Regions from separate parts of the Canis lupus genome. Here region 2 is linked to region 1. Evidence: chromatin contacts called from public Hi-C data. All regions are on one chromosome and are shown on one strand. Each heading gives the region's core, a stretch centred on a gene start, on an enhancer-like site or on the middle of the called end of the contact. The rest is flanking DNA. Distances are from core to core; before and after follow the strand shown.

Region 1 (5,553 bases), core at 2,470-4,969:
ATATAAAAAAATACCCAATTTACCAAAGATTCAGGAAACAAGGAATAGAGAAAGAATTGACAAATGGGAATGAATAAATGAAAACTTCCCCCAACCACAATTATTGAACACTGAATGTCTTTGGATATTAGCTTTTGCTACAGACTTGATGTTTCTCATGAATTCAATCTAAGGACAAGACAAGACAGAGAGAGCTGTGTGAAGTGTATGCTACAGTTAAATAATTTTGACGTGACTAACATTGTTGCAATCCCAAATAATATCGAGCTGCTTTATAAACTTCCCATGTCATCAAAAGTTCAAACAAGAAGCAAGATCTCCATTCCAACATAGATTTCCAGCAGTTACATTTTTCTCAACTCAAACTACTATTCCAGTAGTGGTTTTTGGATTATGATGCAACCAAAAGGGAAATTTCCATATTTAAAATCCACTTAACTGTCCAACTAACTGAGGCACTTCCACCTGATTTTCCATTGAAAGTGATTAACCTACAGTGTAATGGCATGCTATGGGGAAATATCAAGAGGACTTAATAGAGTTCAAACAGCATTGTATAAATGCCTTCTAAGCAATGAATATGCTTAAGTAAAACCATATGCTCATGGGTTGTCAGTATGCATCTGGGTGAGAAGATATTTTCAAAAACGAAATATGTACAATTTCATTACAGATCAGCATTAACAGACAAACAATTAGTTTTGATGATAGAGAACCCTTACTCCGAACTGGTGCTCAAATATGTAAAAATGTTATCCTCCCCCAAAAGGAATCCCATTCCTCTCATTATTAGACCTGATTACAATTATTATTATTACACTAATAATATGGATATTTTCTCTCTTGTTATGTAAGCATCTGCATAATATCCTCATTTTTGCCTCTTTGCACACAAACTCTAAAATATTTTGTATTTGGCCCTTTACAGAAAGAGATTGCCAGGGAATCCTGGGTGGCCCAGCGGTTTAGCGCCTGCCTTTGGCCCAGGACGTGATCCTGGAGACCCGGGATCGAATCCCACGTCGGGCTCCTGGTGCATGGAGCCTGCTTCTCCCTCTGCTTATGTCTCTCTGCCTCTCTCTCTCTCTCTCTGTGTGTGACTATCATAAATAAATAAAAATTAAAAAAAAAAAGAAAGAGATTGCCAACCTCCGATCTAAATGCACAGTTTTCCACAACTGTTGCTTTGCTTTGGAATCACATACTTTCTAATTCAAATTGCTACTTCCATGAGTCAGTTGGAGAAGGTAAAGAGGAGATAGAAATGGAAGTTGAGGGGCAACTGGGTGGCTCAAAGTGTCTGCCTTTGGCTCAGGTCATGAACCCACTTCCTGGAACCCAGGATCCAGCCCCACTTTTGGCTCCCTGCTCAACAGGGAATCTGCTTCTTTTTCTGGCCCTCACCACTGCTCCTGCTCTTTCTCTCTCTCTATCAAATAAATAAATAAAACCTTAAAAAATAAAAAGAAATGTAAGTCGAGAGTTAATTCAGTCCTGAGGTTAAATAATTGTAGCTACCATCGAGCACAGATTATACATAGCAAGTACTCAGGTAATTAAGCTCTTTGTACATATTTGCTCATTGAATACAAGAATCTTATGAGATGGGTACTATTCCCCACCTTTTAGAAGCTGACAGTTGTCGAGGATCTTATCGGTAGGTAAATGATATAGAGGTTTATAGGATTTAACCGAGGAATAGGACATCAGAATCAATGCCTGCAACTTAAAGTAAAGGGATCAAAGGCAGCTAGATCATTTTGGGGGTGGGGGATGTGGGATAGAGATGGATAGCAGGTGGCCCAAGGCAGAGGAGCTGGTGTGGACAGGAGACCTCCTGCGGACCATAGGAGTAAAATGTGACCCAAACTGGTAAGATCCCTGAAGGCTCGGAAAAACCCATAATTCCCACCTTTCCATCAACAGAACTCTTTTTCACCCCAATCCCTTTAATCAGTTCTGGTTCCCAACGTCCTTCTGATGAGCGCGCGGAGGTCTGAAGGCATATTATGATGTAGAGCATTGGAGATAAGCGAGTGGGGTACACCTTGTAGGGTGGGCATCTGGGAAATCCGTTTTATATGTAGACAGACGCAAACGGGATACATATTTACACGTATCGTATCATTATCATATATTTGTAGTGTAACACACATCCTGACACTAAGACCCTTGTGTGTGTGTCATCAGCAGGGGCCAGACTGTAAAGCATAAATCCCGCTCTGCGTTTTGCAGCCGACGCTTGAGAGCATTCGAAGAGGCCACGGACCACGATACCGAGAACAGAGCGCCCCGCGGCACGCGCCCCGGCCGGCACCCACCCTCGGCGCCGGCTCCTACCCCCCCCCCCCCCCCGCCCCGCGCTTGTTCCCGCGGCCGACGAGTCCGCCCGCGGCGGCAGGAGCCCCGGGTCACCAGGCGGCCCGGGACCGGCGCGGAGAAGCGGTGCCGGGGCGGGGCGTGCTGCGCGGGAGCTCGTCCTGTCAACTTTGCAGTCGCGTCACCTAGGTCGGTTGGTGGCGGCTGCTATTTCTTTAAATGCGCAGCGGATTTCGCCAGGGCAGGAAGGGGGTCAGGAAAAGGAGCCCAACGGCCTTTGATAACTGCCCGGCAGCCTCCCCTCCCTCCCCTCCCCGGCGGCGCGCTCGGCTGGGGAAGCGCCCGCGGCGGCCGCATCCCCCCGCCCCCGCCCCCCCGGCCGCCGCCCCCCCCGCGGGCGCGCGCGCGCACCGACGCCCGCCGGCTCCGGGGCGCCCACCCGCGCGGGGAATCCCCCCAGCCCGCCGGCCCCCCGCTTTGTCTCCGGCGGCGTCGCGCTCCGGCGCTCGCGCTCCCACGTTTCCCCGTGAGCAGCCTGTAACCCGAGCTCCCATTTCCTGGTGGATTCTCTTAAAGAGGCCGCGGCCGAGAAGCAGAACAAAGGCTATTGTTTTATTTCCTCCTCCGGGTTCCGCGTCCTTCCCGGAATGCCCCTTCCTCTAGGATTAGTCCCCGGGCCTCCCGGCCTCCCGGCCTCCCGGCCTCCCGGCGCTCCGGCGCGGGGTGCGGGCTGCGGGGTGCGGGGAAGGCGCCCTGCTGCATTTCAGGGTGTCTCCGAGAAGGAGCTGGGGAAGGTGGGAGGCGTTCCAAAAAAAAAAAAAAAAAGAAAGAAAGAAAAGAAAAAAAAACCCCAACAACCTGTGTCGCGGTCTCTGGGGCCCCAGGGCCGCGTCTCCCCGGGGCCGGCGGCGGGCGCGCGTGGGCCGCGCTGCGGGGGGCTGTGCGGCGCGGCCCGGTCCCGGCTCCCTCCGCCGCCGCCGCCCCCCTCCCCCCGCCCGGCTTTTATTTCCCCGATGCCGGGCTGTAACCCGAGCTTTTATTTCCTGGTGGCTCCTTTAAGAGGCAGAGCTCAGTGCTGGGAATTCACGTCAGTTTCTGCACTGAAACTCTCAAGATCAATGAGCGAAGAGCCTTCTCAGTTCTGCCTTTCAGTTTCTCTCTTCCAGGAAGGAAAACATTCGAGCGAGCGAGCGAGCGAGCGGGCGCGGAGAGCGGGCGCGGAGAGCGGCGGGAGGCGGGGGGCGGGGGCGCCGGCCGCGGGTGGGAGGAGAGAGCGCGAGGCCGGCCGGGCTGCGCCCCGGGTCGCCGCGCCGCGCCGCGACCTGCAGACCCCGCCGCCGCGCTCCGGGCCCGGCTCCCACGCCCCCGCCGCCCCGCGCGCCCGACTCCGCCGGCCGGGCCGCCCCGCCCCGCCCCGCGCGCTCGCGGACCCCCGGGCCGGCTGCCGGGAGCGATGCTGCAAGAAACTTCTTAAATGACCGCGTCCGGCCGGCCGTGGAGCGCTTCTGGGTTGGGGAGAGGAAAGGAAAGTGGAAAAAAACTGAGAACTTCCTGATCTCTCTCGCTGTGAGACATGTCTGAGACTCCTGCTCAGTGTAGCATTAAGGTAAAGATCCCCCCCCCCCCCCCCCCCGCCTCCCTCCCCGGGCTCGGAGACCTCGAGCTGCGAGCTGCGAGCTGCGCCGGCCGGGGCAGTGGTGCGGGGCTCCTCGCCCCGGAGGGGGCCGTCGCAGTGGCCCCGGTCGCAGTGGATGATTTGGGGGCGCCGGGGAGGAGATGCAGCCCCGCGGCGGCGGCGGCGGCGGCGGCGGCGGCGGCGGCGGCCGTACCCTTTCGTGTAACCTTGCGGCTCCCCCCGCCGAGCCCCCCTCGGCTCCGAGCCCCCCGCCCCGCCCCACCCCCCCTTTTCTTTTTGACAATTAAATGCCCGTCGCAATTGGCCAGGAGGAACCCGAGTGGTCTCCAGAACTGTAAAACACCCCCGTAATTAGTGCGCTTTTGTAAAATAAATAAATAAATAACAACAACAACAACAACAAAACCTGCTCCTACTCCTGCTGCCAACATATGACTGAAATGTAACTTTTGTTCCCGAGGGGTGGTCTCCTTAGGGGGGGGAAACAAAAAGTTCTTCAGCCCCAGTTGGGGATGCAATCCTTTTTTTTTTTTTTTTAAATTTAAAATTTTTTTTATTATCCCTTGAAATGACTGCTTGGGTCAGATCAGACTGGATTTTTTTTTTTTTTTTCTCCCTCCTCTGATGGTAATTGCAAGCGCTGTTGGAGAGACAGCCCTGGTGTCAGCTTTTCCTGGGCATTTGCACAATGAGTTTCTCGCTTTCTTTTTTTTTTTAAACCGAGGTAAATAAAGTTGCCGAATGGTTATTTTACTCCGATGCGTGTAAAAGTGGAGTAATCCCAAAGTCGAAAACTCCTGTGATGCAGGGAGAGAGAGAGAGAAGGATCTAAGTGACCAAAGTGACCTTCCCCGTTTGACAGTGCAGAGAGGATATCTAAGTAGAAATCGCCCCGCTTTCTGCCCGTGTTTTGCAGGAATTGTAAATGCAGGATGGTGGATGTTTGCAAACACAGTATTTGGCTTCCAAGTAGTCGTGTGTGTACATGTATATATATCTGTATCTATAGAGCTGGTGGTGCTGTGGTTTGTTGCTTCTAAAAAGTTGCAAAGTTTGCCACCGGGAGGAGGCAGGATGATTTGTCCATTTCCCCCAATTATTTTTCCCGTCGCTTGCATTTATTGTGCGCTGTTATTTATTTTACTATTCCATCAGTCCCCAGGTGGAAAAACCTTCTGCTTCTGTGAAAGGTTGAAGCCACTGAAGTTTGTTTTCTGCTTGGCCCACTTAATATGTGCTCATTGAGTGGACGCTGCAGAAACAATGAACAAATAACCTGTTTTCCTCATCTGTGGGGAATTAGACAAACCTTTCCTGTTTCAACACTGCTGTTCCAATAGGATCTTTTTAAAGGAAACAGTATTTTATTATATTTGCTTACTAGGTTTTCATGATTATACTCAGATCTTAGTGTTTCTCATCAGGTGAGATTTTCATGGATTTTAATGTAGGGCTAATGTGAACTAAAAAAGTGGGTTGGGTTTCTTTGTGTTTTTTTATTTTTAGTTTTATTTTTTGCCTCACAAAAATGCCCAGTGGCACTTTAGGGCTTCTGTGTTTGCATATACCTGGGGGTAGCAGAGTGTCTTTGGTGGAGG
Region 2 (5,555 bases), core at 117-2,616, 150 kb after region 1:
TTCTTTCAACAGTTAATTTATTGTATGACTGCTATATACTGTGAGGTGCTAAGTATATATATCAGTGACCAAGATGGATATGACCCAGGCTTCATGTTGCTTACAACGTAAGGGGAGATTGAGGCTTACCAGGAATTAACAGTAGCCATATAGTCCATTTCCCACACAACAAGGAGAGTAGTCTGTTGTGAAATAGAAATCACTGTGTCATGTCACTGCTATAACCTCCATTGGCTTCCAGTCACATTTAGAAATACTCTGAATTCTCGGTATGAACGACCAGGCCCTGTATGATCCAGACCCTGTAAACCTCTCTAACCCTATATTACCTTTTGTTCTGTTCATTCCTCTTTAGCCACACTGATCTTGCTATTCTTAGGACTCTCTAACTATGCTCCTACCTCAGTCCTCTGCACTTGCTATCTTCCTCCCTGTAAGACTGTTCCTTCAGATGTTCCCATGTTCCTTACCTTATCTTGGTCTCTGCTCAGATATCATGTCCTTAGAGAAGCTTCTCTGATAGCTCTTTCCAAAATGGCGCCCTCCCTCATTCCCCTTCCCCTTTACCTTGCACTATTTTCCTTCATAGCACTTTTCACCACTCGACTTGTGATTTTTGAAAAATTGGATGGCAGCTCTTAGGGGTTTATTCAAAAAGGCAATTGGCAGTCCTGTGTGCACAGGTGGGGCTTAATGCCTGGTGAGTCCAACTATGGTGGTCCAGCTGATTGGTAATTTGGCTCAGTCATGGGAGATGCTTAAAGTCTTTGGGACAAGTGAGTTTGCCTCCAAAGAAATCTTGTGGTCTGCTGCTTGTAAGGAGCCAAGCTGAGAAAGGACTTGAGCTTTTATCATTCATTACACAAATTTCCACTGAATTCCCCTGTGTTCTCCTAATCCTTGATCTCTGCTGGACCTGGTGCTCTCTGACTCAACCTGATTCAAGCAAGCAGATGTTCTCTCATCTACCAGAGGGAGCAGCTGCTGAGCTGGGGGAGAGCAGAATACAGTCATGCCACGGATCCTTTTATTGGTAGTTTCTCCTGCTCTCTTCCTGCCTTCAGAGGAACTTGGAGCATCTAGTTTCTGAGGTTTTTTGAGATTCTGTGAGGAAAACCAGCTTGTGTCTTACTGGTGTCTCCCCCTGCAGGCAGGTAGGGTTCAGCTGTTCCATGCTGCCAAATCTGATAGGAATTGTCCATCCTCAAAAATGTTGTGTACCTCTCTCCACTGCCATGGTTTCTTCTCCCATTCTACCTTCTTATGGGTTTGTACCTTTTTTATTCCTCTGCTGTGGTTTAGTGGGACCTGGGATAGGAGCCAGGTTAGACACAGACATGACTCATTTATATAGTTACACTTGAGGGTGTGTGCATTGATGCAGCACTACAGGGTGTTTTGAAAGCATAAAGCACAGGAACTTGGTCTAGTCTATGGTATACATTTAAGAGGAGGCTTAAAAGCTTAGTAGGAGTTATTTGGGTAAAGAAGAGGTAAGATTATTTTTATGAAGGGGAAAATAGAGGGTGTGAAAACCCTGACACTAGAGGATTTGATCTTCAAAGAACCGAAAGCCCAGCCAAATGACATTTGGTGAATTTGCTATGGAAAACCAGAGTGTCAGCTTACAGAACTACAAGGGGGTAAAGATGCTGAGATAGACTGAGGCATCATCACATTAGGGATTTTGGCTTTAATCTTAGGACCACAGGCAGCCATGACTATTCCCTGTACAACTTGGGCCTCGGAATCTTGGTTCTATTTTTGTAAGCCAGGCACATACATAATCTCGACCTCATAGAGTGGCAGGCATTAAATGGCATCATGAATTAAAATTGTCATACTTGTTTGCTGAACTTGATCTTCCGAGATGTGACAAATCACAGTAGCCTCTCAGCAGAACAGTGAAATCAAAATGTCAAGTTGAGGAATAATCTTTGAAGTCAACTAAGTGAAAGGTATAAAGTAGGAACCAACTGAGTGGTATTGTTCTGGGTCCCAAAAGCCCAGTTAACAGAAGAGTTTCAATTAGCTACACTCTAGGCTAAGATAGACTCGCAAGGTGGTCAAAGGTTAAAAGATAAGAACTTGGGAGTATTCTAGCTGTGCTGAAAAATTCATACTGCATGGAGATTGGGTTAGAAGCTCATCAGTTGGTAGGTGGAGACTATAGAGGATGCAGGCAACAAAGAAAGGTAGTGGATAGCACTACACACATTTGTCCCGTGCCGGGTAAGTTGATAATGAAGCAGTTATCTGGTCTTCATATAAAAAAGTTTCTTGTGCTTGGTAATGTACTAAACACTATAGATGACAGATATTAAAATATGAAAGAGGAAGCTTTTGTCATCAAGGAACTTTTAAGCTTTAATACATTTTCACATTAGTTGTAATATATTTGTTATTTTAAAGAATTGCCAGAGAGTTACATCTGCAGTGCAGGGATAAATTAACAAGTGTCAGGACTCTAACTTAACACGCGTAGCTGGTGCTCTTCCTGGCCTATTGCCAGCCAGGACCAGAGAAGCCAATGAACTCAGCTCTGTGAGTTCACCCTTTGAGCCTGAGAATCAGCCTTATCTCATGACCTGATATTGCTAATATCGCTGGTCACTGAACATTTCTTAAAGGAAAGCAGTGATGTATAATAATCACTTGATGGTATCCCACCAGTCAAATCAATGGGCAGAACTATCATTGGCAAAGGTCTTAAGTTTCTAGAATTTATTCTGAGTTTTAATGAGGTAGGCAGATTGTGAAACCCACCAATATCAGATTGCCAGGTAATAGGCTCTAATGTTATCTACAAATAGGCAGTGTGGTTCACATACAACTGACGTAGTTGATGTCATTGTATTACCTTTTATAGCTCCGTAGAAATGACTTGCAGTCAGAAATTGTAGTAGAAGCAGGCATCTACTTAGCTTTGATCTTAAAGGATTTCAAAGAAAATAAATACACACTAGAGAGTAGGTGGATTTTGATAGCTTATTTCAAACATTACTTTTTAGTAAGCACATGCATGAATGTGTAGTAGCAGAAAAAATTGGTAGAAGTGAAGAAAAGTACAGGCAGATTTACGTGGACTTTCAATAAATACGTGCATGATTGGGCTTCCGGTTAGGAAACAGTGGCTCTTAGGTGGGGCTTCTGCATTTGCAGGGCTCAATAGGCATGAGTAGGAGAAGCTCCAGGCTATTAGGTTGACAGCTATACCTTGAAACCTTAGAAATGAAAAGTTTTTCATTGTTGGAGCCTGTTGGAAAGTGGATGAGAAGGAAAAGGATAGTCACATAATCAAATAATATGTAAAGACTAACCAAATAACCCACATTAGATTTTACTCACTGGCAGGCAGGAACATATCATATTTAAAAAGGGGTATCTTTACCTAAGTGTACCTATGTAAACTAACTACCTTCCCAATTAAACAGGATGCACCTGTCTAGAGGGATCTTTATTTATCTGAGCAATGGATATTTTATTGGACTGACAGATTTTATTTCCTTTTTAGAAAAAATAATGGTGGGTGGTATCAAATCACCTTTTCTCTTGCCCTAAGAAGTTTTGCGAAAATAGGAATTACTTCTTGAACTTGAGAAACCAGTTATTTGACCTATATTTTTCTGGTACCTTAACACATTCTTCTAAAGTAATAAGAGCATATATTTTTCCTTTTGCACCCTGCAGTCCCATTCCCCAATTATCATCAGTGATATACCCACCCATAAATCAATGAAAGGATCATGAAAGAGAAACATAAAATTTGCTTGAAAAAGAATACCTATAAGGCATGCCTAGAATTTTCAATATAAATCACTTTTTTGGCAGCAAAGATAATTGTTCTCAAACATTTGATAACAAGTATGGTATACTTAGTGTGGTCAAAAAGTCTCATCTCTGACAGGTGCAGGGGGAATGGAATTGGGCCCCACAGACCACTGTTGCCATATGAGTAGCTGCAGCTTTAACATGAGTTTTATATTTTCCTCCACAGTTGCCATCATACCACCTCCACCCTCACCACCCATTTCCCCCATAGGATACCATTAGAAGAAAAAAGGATCTGACAAAGTACTAGAAAGCCACATTGACGAGGATAATAGCAGGCAGTAAGGTACTAAGAGAAAATCATAGGAGAGAGTAGGTGTGATGTTATGATTTATAATAAGAAATATATATTTGGTCTTTGTCCCCATTTCTGGCATAGAACTGAAACCCTTGGAATTTCGAAAATGATGAGAGCGAAGAAGGTTTCTTTTGTTAAGTGAATGAGGTAACTTTTGGAAGCACAGAAGGATGGGAGCTGGTTGCCCCTGGAGCCAACCATGCGATTAGAGGGTTGGAACTTTTAGTTCTTCCCCTGACCCTGGTGAGATCAGTTGCCAGTGGCCAATGATTTAATAAATTATGCCTGTGTAATAAACCCTCCATAAAAACCTAGAAGAAGAGGGTTTGGAGAGCTTCCAGGTTGGTGAACACATGGAGGTGCTGGAGAATGATGCTCCTGGAGAGGCCATGGTTGCTCTTGACAGCTCTCCCCATGCTGTGTTCTGTGTGCATCTCTTCCAACTGGCTGTTCCTGAGTTACGTCCTTTTATAATAAACCAGTGATCTAGGAAGTAGATGTTTTCCTGAGTTCTGTGACCCACTCTAGCAAATTATAATCGTATCAGGGAAGAAGAGGGTTGAGGGAGCCTATGGTTTGTAGCCAGTTAGTCAGAAGCACAGGTAGTAATGTAAGCTGGTGATGCATGTCCAGAAGTGAGGTTAGGGGACAGTCTTATAGGACTGAGCCCTCAACCTGTGGAGTCTGATGCTATCTCTGGGTAAACAGTACCAGGATTGAGTTGAATTCTCAGATACCCCGCTGGTGTCAGGAGACTTGTTTGGTGTTGTGTAAGAAGCACCTCCCTCATCCCCACTCCACCAACACACAGGTTGGAGTTGGGTCATGGAACCCAATAAAGCAGGGTGCCCACAAAAAATTAAGGCATACTTGAAAGAGGAAGGGTGAATAGAGAAACGTGACTTCTGGGAATCACTGATAGCTAGATGACCTATTTAAAAATGACAGGAAGTGGGTGAAAGAGAGGCCATAGGGTAAAAAGATGACAGAATATGTAATAGTCAGCAAGGAGGAAGGAGAGGATAAGAAGGAAGAAAACCGTACCGTGTAATGCAAAGGAAAGACACAAAATGAACATGGGAAAGATATTGAAGAGATGCGAAGGAAAAAAGGAGAAAAGAAGATGTAAGAGGGGAGGAATGAAAATGAACAAGTAAAATAGGGAATTAACTTGTGTCAGGCGAAAACCCTTACACATAAACTCATGAAGAACACATTGCTTTACTTCAGGAAGCACACAGAAGACCAGTAATTCAGTGCAGCTTTGAAAACCTAGAAAGAGCTGGGGGCACTTCGAGATGAAGGCTACATGCGTGAACAGCCACATCTTTATCGGCGATTGTACAGCTCAGGACCAAGTATCTGTGTGCCACAGTCCAGAGTTTCTAAATATCACAGAGGAAAAGTATAAGAATTATTGAATGTA

Evidence for each region. A called contact is a pair of places that touch in the nucleus more often than the background predicts.
Region 2: a contact with region 1 is called in a Hi-C map of blood, with 2.2 times the contacts expected there. The contact joins the enhancer-like site here to the promoter of ETV6 in region 1. A contact is called at or near these places in 2 of 9 Hi-C or Micro-C datasets (amygdala and blood).

The regions. Positions count from the first base shown.
Region 1 is chr27:11,586,183-11,591,735 of UU_Cfam_GSD_1.0, forward strand. ETV6 (transcription factor ETV6) reads left to right here and starts at 3,720. Exons shown (of 8, transcript XM_038576801.1): 1 at 3,720-3,925. The coding sequence starts at 3,893.
Region 2 is chr27:11,734,690-11,740,244 of UU_Cfam_GSD_1.0, forward strand. All of the region lies in intron 2 of ETV6 (transcription factor ETV6), which reads left to right. Among named protein-coding and RNA genes, the nearest start is that of ETV6, 150 kb to the left of the region's middle. Within about 2 kb of position 1,367, at least 4 of the 20 cell types and tissues checked have an H3K27ac peak or open chromatin away from gene starts, as enhancers often do. A contact at or near this core is called in blood, where this site is marked.